2 separate regions of the Mus musculus genome follow, and region 1 is linked to region 2. The links are chromatin contacts, called in public promoter capture Hi-C maps. All regions are on one chromosome and are shown on one strand. Each heading gives the region's core, a stretch centred on a gene start, on an enhancer-like site or on the middle of the called end of the contact. The rest is flanking DNA. Distances are from core to core; before and after follow the strand shown.

What was found. Capture Hi-C pulls out chosen DNA fragments and counts their contacts.
Region 1: a contact with region 2 is called in a promoter capture Hi-C map of adipose tissue. The contact joins two enhancer-like sites. A contact is called at or near these places in 1 of 39 promoter capture datasets (pre-B cells) and 2 of 9 other capture datasets (adipose tissue and liver).

What each region holds. Positions count from the first base shown.
Region 1 is chr9:66,880,943-66,884,927 of GRCm38.p6, forward strand. All of the region lies in intron 1 of Rab8b (RAB8B, member RAS oncogene family), which reads right to left. Gm40528 (a long non-coding RNA gene) reads left to right here. Exons shown (of 3, transcript XR_870875.2): 3 at 2,676-2,961. Among named protein-coding and RNA genes, the nearest start is that of Gm40528, 17 kb to the left of the region's middle. Within about 2 kb of position 1,674, at least 114 of the 459 cell types and tissues checked have an H3K27ac peak or open chromatin away from gene starts, as enhancers often do. A contact at or near this core is called in adipose tissue, where this site is marked.
Region 2 is chr9:66,573,799-66,577,784 of GRCm38.p6, forward strand. The region is part of intron 1 of Usp3 (ubiquitin specific peptidase 3); the gene reads right to left. Among named protein-coding and RNA genes, the nearest start is that of Usp3, 17 kb to the right of the region's middle. Within about 2 kb of position 1,438, at least 17 of the 459 cell types and tissues checked have an H3K27ac peak or open chromatin away from gene starts, as enhancers often do. A contact at or near this core is called in adipose tissue, where this site is marked.

The DNA.
Region 1 (3,985 bases), core at 424-2,923, 310 kb after region 2:
AGCTGGCCAGAAGCATAGCTGGTAAGAGTGGGAATGGGAAAGAAATAGAATTAATCAGAAGTAAAAGAGCAGCAGCTATTTCCCAGGAACTATGGCAGCTGTAGCTACATACATTGTCTATCTATCGACTGCCCAAACTTGTCTCCCACTTCCTAATCCTATACTTCCAGTTTACCTGCTGCCACCTGCAAGAGAATGTGTGAAGACAAAGGGAAGGCTAAGCACCAGCTTCCCTGCAGAATCTGTGGTTTGTGGCTTCTGTATGAAAGGACCCATGCACGCAGACATCATCTGTAGACACTATTCGTCCAGTCTATCCCTAGCTGTGATTAGCTCAGATAATTCCAAGTTTGCCATCCTATAATTTATCCAATTACTCGAATCAGCTATGAACAGAAGAAGACAACAGTATAATCTTTGATAAAGTGAATTCATTTGGCTTTTAAAAGCTGCTTGCCTGCGGATCGTATTTAACTTCCACATAAAGGACAAAAGTTACTTTGGGGTGTTTTTGGTTTTATTTTGTTTTGTTTTGTTTTGGAGATGGGGGCAAGGAGTTGGGGTTGGACAATCTCAAACTCAAATTCATGTTCTTCATGCTTTAGCCTCCTGAGTGCTGGAATTACATTTGCAACCACACCTGGCTTGTTTGATATATTTTAGCTTATCTTTCTATTCCTAAGATTCCATATAACAAGGGGATGTTAAACCTAAAACAAAATAAAACAAAACAGAACTAGGCACACATATTATTTTAAAGTAAATTCATGGGTGCAGAGCATGGAGAATTCTAAGCTTTTACTTGTTGGGGAAGACAGCCAGAATGATTTCATATATATACAGTCGAGAGAGTTTGTTTGTTTGTTTGTTTGTTTGAAAGCAAAAGGAACATCACTTGAAAATGTTACCTCTGCACTTGAAGTTGATTTCCAATGTCAAGCTCATTTTCCTAGTTTGTGGCTTACCCAAGGTGCTCTGGTAGCACTGGAACCCTAAGTTAGTGACAGAAAACAAACACAACTATCTGACACAGACTCACTGTCATTTCAAGATGTACGCAGGCAAGCCTGGGGCAGGATTTCCTAATCTAGTGGCCACAATATTCATGCTCCCAGTTTGGCCCAGCACAGTCATTAGGGTGGGAAACACACATGACCATGATGCAAAGGCATTAAGAAACACAGCACAATGATGGTGTGGCTAGAGCTGTAAATGGTCTGCAAGCAGAAAGAGCATGAAGGAAAATGGTACTGGGCGTGTGGGCAACAGGAGAGCACCAACATAGGACGGCAGGAATTCTGAGGATGACAGAAGAATGCAAAAAACAAAACAAAAACAAAACCAAACAAACAAAAAACCCCACACATTCTGGAAAGCTGACATTCAATCTACTTTGGGTAAGCGATATACATTTACTGGCCTCCAGGCTAAAGGCTTTAAGCAGACATTCAGAGACTGAGACTTAAGTTGAGAAGTGGCCGGCTTAGCCCTGTTCAGAGTTTGCAGCCTTAGTGGGAAGTGGTCTCAGCACACCAGACAGGAACACACTACGGCTGCTTCATAGGATGCAGACAGGAAGGTTTTGCTGACGCAAATATAAAAGACATGCTTTTGTGACTAATGAAAGGGCAAATGTCAAGGTTTCACTTTACAGAGACTGGGGCACCTCCAGAAGCCGGATACTGAGCCAGGCACCGAGTACACTGCAAAGGAGAGTGCTGGGTGCTCAGCAGCTCCAGGCTAACACCAGGCTGGCTGCAAAGCCTGCTCCACACTTGGGTGTCTTCAGAAGCAGGAACTAAGACAGATGAGGAAGCTACGATGTCAAACTGCCTGCTCGAAAGCTGTTTGCACAAGCTACTGCAGGACTATTTCCCCGAAAGGTGGCACTAAACAAGTGTCACCTGCCTGTCACAAATGGAAAGCATAGCAAGGGAAAACTTTCCTTCTTGTTTATAAACAAATTTGACTTAAAATTTAAGACAACATAGTATTCATTCTCCTTCCCGGTTCACGTTGCCCCTTAGCAGATGAACCTCCCAGCAGATGAACCTCCCAGCAGATGAACTACACTGGGTCAAGATTGAAATTCTCACTAAATACACTAAGGGTTTTGATGATTCATTCACTGGAATTGAATATTATCAAACATATACAATGATAATATTAGCCAGATATGATGGGCATGCCTGTAACCCCCAGCATTCAGGAGGTTGAAGCAAGAGGGCAATGAGTTTGAGGTTAGCCTGGACTACACAGTAGTTCCCTGCTCTCAACAAAGTAGAAGAAAAATAAAGAATAATGTTTAAAAACAAACAACAACAGAAACCTATTGGTTTTGATTTATAGTAAGTCAGCCTACAGATAATATGAACTTCTGACGCCAAAATCACTTGTGTAATGAGCACAGTGACATAAACGATGCAACTGCATTATCGATGGCATTCTCATCCCCTGCAATAAAGAACCTGAGACTCCAACAGGCTAAGTAGCTTGTGTGTGATGCCATAGTAGCCTTTACTCATGAGGGAATCATCCCAAGTCAATGGATGCCTGAAAACTCTGACAGTATCAAACCCTAGCTACAGACAGCCCCTGACCATCATAGTGTGAGACATATGTACCCAATAGAAGTGGTATTTTGAATTCTGATCCTTTCCTGTCTTTTTTTTTAGGGGGGGGTGCTTCCTGTTTTTGATACCTGGCAGCAGCAGCACCCAGTAGCACGATACAGCTCGCTGTCAGAGAGGCTGCTGTGAGGATGTGAGCAAGCACTCCCAGTATACCGTATCACTGATGGCTTTAGATACAGACATGCAATAAACCACAGAAGACAGTCACCCTTTACTATGATGCAGACATAGTATGTCATATGACTGCCCACATTTTAAACGGGCCAGGCCATGTAACTCTTAGCCTTTAATCCCAGTACTCGGGAGGTTCCAGGACAGCCAGGGCTACACAGAGAAACCCTGTCTCGAGAAAACCAAAAAAAAAAAAAAAAAAAAAAGAAGAAGAAGAAGAAGAAGAAGAAGCAGCTCGTGCTCACTCCTGGGCATGTGCTGTCCTTTTCCTAAGCACCTCTTTCCCCGCTAATGCCTGTTGCTTATATCTCTGCTAAAATGTCTTAATAAACTCCAACTTGGCTTCATTAAACAAAATGATAGGCTAAGCTAAACCATGATGTTCGTTTGCAGGGTCAGCTGTTATTAAAAATCACTTTTAACATATAATGGGCTTATCATGATGGAATGCTACCATGAACCTAGAAGTATCTGACCAATATATAAACATCACAAAATTTAACTTATGAATTGAGCATAGCAAGATATTAATAAAAGAGAATAACTATACTGTAATAAAAGTAATTTAAAACTCATAGACAGTTTATATCTACAGTTTTTCACTTAACATTCTGGATAATGGTTAATAGCAATGTCAAAAACTGCAGGCAGGAGGGATCAGGGTGAGTAGAGCCATGGGACTGGGGACTGGGGACTGGAGATCTTAAGGGTAAAGCTTAAGTCCCAATTCATACCTGCCACACTCCACACCTGAGCTCCCTTCCTTGCACCAAGGATGAGAATTCTGCCTCAAGTCATCTACCAGAATTTCTTCTTAGACTCCACCCTGGAGGGACTAACTCAAACTATAAAGAATCTGGAAAGAAACAGTTGACCTAGGTCACTCCTAGATCACAAAGGCAAAAGTGAGTCAATTCATGGCTGATCCAAATACTAGGTATTTCTTCTTTGAATAGCTTAATATAGGCCCAGGGACTAGGGCTGGTGAGATGGCTCTGTGGGTTAAGGTGCCTGCTGCCAACCCCAACAACCTGAGTTCAATTCTCAAACCCATTCAGTGAAGAGGCCAACTTCCCCTAGTTGTCTTCTGATCTCTATTTACATGCTATGGCAACTGCTTGTGCATACACATATATCCACACCAACACATAGACACAATCAATCAATAGATGTATTTTTTT
Region 2 (3,986 bases), core at 188-2,687:
TCAGCAGGTGAGTCTCTTGAGTTTGAGGCTAGTCTGGTCTACAATTGATTTCCAGGACAGCCAAGGCAACATACACAGAGAGAAACCCTGTCTTGAAAACATTTTTTTTAATTGCAGCTGAAAACATATCTTCACAGAGAAATTTCTAACACAGATAGAATTAGCCAACAAAAGACTCCCTATGCCTGACCTAAACTATATTCAAAGCCACATTAAATGAAATAAAATATGACTCTAATGAGTTTATTCCAAAATTGGCACAACTGTTAAAACTATCTTAGTGTTCTAATCAAAATCATATATGTCTAGCAAAATACTTTAGGAAACTAAAATACATCTAGAAGCACATTTTGAGAGATAATATAAAGAGATTTAAACACCTTAATAAGATGCTAATTGGATAAACATTTAAATACTGAGGCTGGAGAGATGGCTCAGCTGGTAAGAGCACTTGCTGCTGCTCTTGCAAAGGATGGAGTTTTGTTCCCAGCACCCACCTGGTGGTTCATAACCATCCCTAACTCCAGGGATCCAACACCCTCTTCTGGCACCAGGCATGCATGTGGCACACAACATGCACACAGGTAACCATTCATATTATGAACACGTAAGGGCTGAAGGAACTTAAGTACCAGAACCACTGAAATACAGCAAACTCAAGAGGTATGTGGAACAAACACTAGATCTTGGTTCACCAATCTAATCCACTGAAATATACCTTTGTATATATGCTGTTTATGATGTGGGATGTGTGTAGGGGGTGTATACATACCATATTCACTTGAGTACGTAGGTCTTAATGATTTTTTAAAAATTTGTGTAGGAATGTGTATGTGCAGCAAGCACACACACCCCACATATGTGAGGGATCCCACAGTGGTCAGAAAAAGGTAGGCTATTTAATAGCCTAAAGCTGGACTTACAGATAGTAGTGTTCCCTAACATTAGTGCTGGAAACCAAATTCCAGTTCTGTGGAAGAGCAGCAAGCACTATTAAACCACTGAGCCATGTCTCCAGCCCTTTTGTCTCATCTATTAATATAGGGTCTCCACTGAACCTGGAGCTAACCAATTTGGTTAAGGTGGTTAGCTGGTGAGCACCATGGACTTACTTTGCCTCAGACCCACCCCAGTTCCTCAATACTAGAACTTCAGATTAGCACGGCCACACACAACTTTTATGTGGGTGCTGAACTCATAGCCTCATGATTGTGTGACAGACACCTTACCTTCTGAGCCATCTCTCCAGCCTGGTAACTATTATTCTTAATACACTGTTAATACACATTATCAGTATGCCAACAAATGGAAATGTCAAAGTTCAGACTAAAAAAATAGAATAAAGTTTGTTTTTTCTTGTTTGAGACAGAGTCTTCCGGCAGGCCTCTTAACTCAGACCTCCTCCATTAACCTTCCTACAGGCTGAAACTGGAAGCATGAGCTAGCTACCACACCCACCTTAATATGATCTGTACTATATTTCAACATCTATTAGGGGTTATAGGTCAAGTCATTTCAAAATGTTTTAAATTTCTAACTAATTTTAGCAAAGAAGTGAATAGGAATGATTTCAAGTCACCCAGATTTAAGATATGGTTACCAACTTTTCTGGACCAGCAGCTTTAACTTCTACCCTAGATAGTCCAGTTTTTCCTTATCCACCTTATCACCTGAGTCTCTTTTAAGAGCAACTTCCTTAGAGGCATTGGACACTTGACACTGTTCTGACCCACCTTCAAGCTTTTCCCATGTGATACACAGAAAATTGCAAGGCTGCATGGATCATACACAGAAACTGAAGACTTCTTAGAGGCAGAGGTGATCTGCTTTGAGAGCTCTGACTACCCTAAGCTGAGATCATCTACCTCAGGATATATATGTAGCCCACTCATGTCAGTCCCAGTGAGAAGCTATGCTACCAGTCTTTTGCTGGGTAATCAGCAATGCAGCAGGTTTCCCTCCTATTTCACTGCATGTGAGTCAGGAGACCTGAGGACATCAATCACCTTAGAGGACTGGGACATTTCTCAAACTCTAAGACACCATGCCCCTGAGGATCAGCATCATTTCTAGAAGTTGAAATCTTTATTTCTAGCCTATGCAAAACTATCTTGTACTACAGTCACTTTGTAATCCTGAAGAAACACCAGGTAACAGGCAAAACAGAGAAACCTAATGTAAATTAAAAGAAGTCTCACCAAACACCTGGCACTCAGCGGTCTGGTAGGGTGAAACAGCACTGATAAGAATATGTATCAGGAACAGTCAGTCCACTGCTCAATATGAACCTTGACCCAAACCATGTGAGTAGTTATTTCTTAACTAAGAATGTTTCCAAGGCAACTTCCTACTGATTTCAAGGCTTTCCAGTCAGAAAAATAATTTCAACAAAGCATTATTTCAATAGCCTTGACTATTTTATTTTAGTAAAACCTCAGGAAATGAAAACAGGATATGCAAACACCTTTATATTATTATAAAATCTTTTATCCATTACTACTCACACAAAGAGTTAAATATTTATTCATCCCCCAAGGTACCTAACAATAATAGTAATAATAATAATAATAACTTTGTGTATAAAGCTATTAGTTTGTAGCATTATTAACTACAAAATACTCTAGACGTACATTTTCACACCTGGGAGACCAGCTGCAATTAACTGTGACACACTCACAAATGGAATACACTAGAAAGTGATAGATTAATAGACATCCAGACAGATGAGCAAACAGATGGATGACAGAGGAATGGAGAGAACAGACAAAGAAGACAGGGAATGAGGCCCGGGAAATGGCTCAGTCAGTAAAATACTTTCCTCTCAAGCATGAGGATCTGAATTTTAACACCAGAATCCACATTTTACAAAGCTGGGCACGGCCCGGTAGTAGTGGTGCACACTTAATCCAAACACTAGGGAGGCACAGGCAGGTGGATCTCTTGAGTTTGAGGCCAGCCTGGTCTACAGAGCTAGGTTCAGGACAGTCACTGCTACAAAAAGAAACCTGTCTTGAAAAAAAACAAACAAAAACAACAATAACAAAAGCAGCAGCAGCTGGACACAATGGAGTCTGCTTGTAATCTTGGCACTTGGGACGGTGGCAGCAGAAATCGGTGGCAGCAGAAATAGGAGGTCTCTGGAACTCACTGGCCAGCTAGTCCAGCTGAATCATTGAGCTTCAAGTTCAACAAAAGATCATGTCTCACAAAATAAGGTGGTGGGCTGCCAAAATTGTTAAGCAGGTTTCACCTGATGATCTAAGCTCAACCCCTGGAACCCACAGTGGAAGGAGAAAACTGACCCCCAAAAGTTATTCTGTGACTTACAAGAAAAAAAATAAATAATGTAATTAAAATATAGGGTGGGAAGTATTAGAGGAAAACACCTAACATTGATCTCTAGCCTCCACACATAAAAAGCACAGCCACAGCCACAGCCACAGCCACACACACACACACCAAGGAAAACTATTTCTACAAACATGGACTGATATACAAGACACAATATTAAATAAAAAAATACACAGAAAGTATATATAGTTTGCTGACTCACTTGGCTGACAATTCTTACCTAGAATAGATTTTTATAAAATTTTAACCTTTAAAACAGTTAGTGGTCTAGGTACTCAAAATATGAAATAAAAGCAGCAAAGATCAGGTAGAAGATCTAAAAATGAAAACCAAATACACACAAATGAGCCAAGCTATACTTCAGTTAAGTGTATGGAAAGAGAAAGATGACTAATTCCAACTTTGAACAAATTGCTTTATTTATTGCTCATGTACAGACAAAATCGACCATGAGTAACTGATGAACTCTAATTACCAGAATACCTTTTGCAATGGTATGGGCTATCAATTCCAGAACTACTTTCTCTGATTATAGAATTAAGCAAGTAAATATACATGCTATAGGCGATGAGAACCAGATTATCAGTATTGAACATATGCAGCAAATATAGAAGGGACAGGGGTCAGCCTGTGGT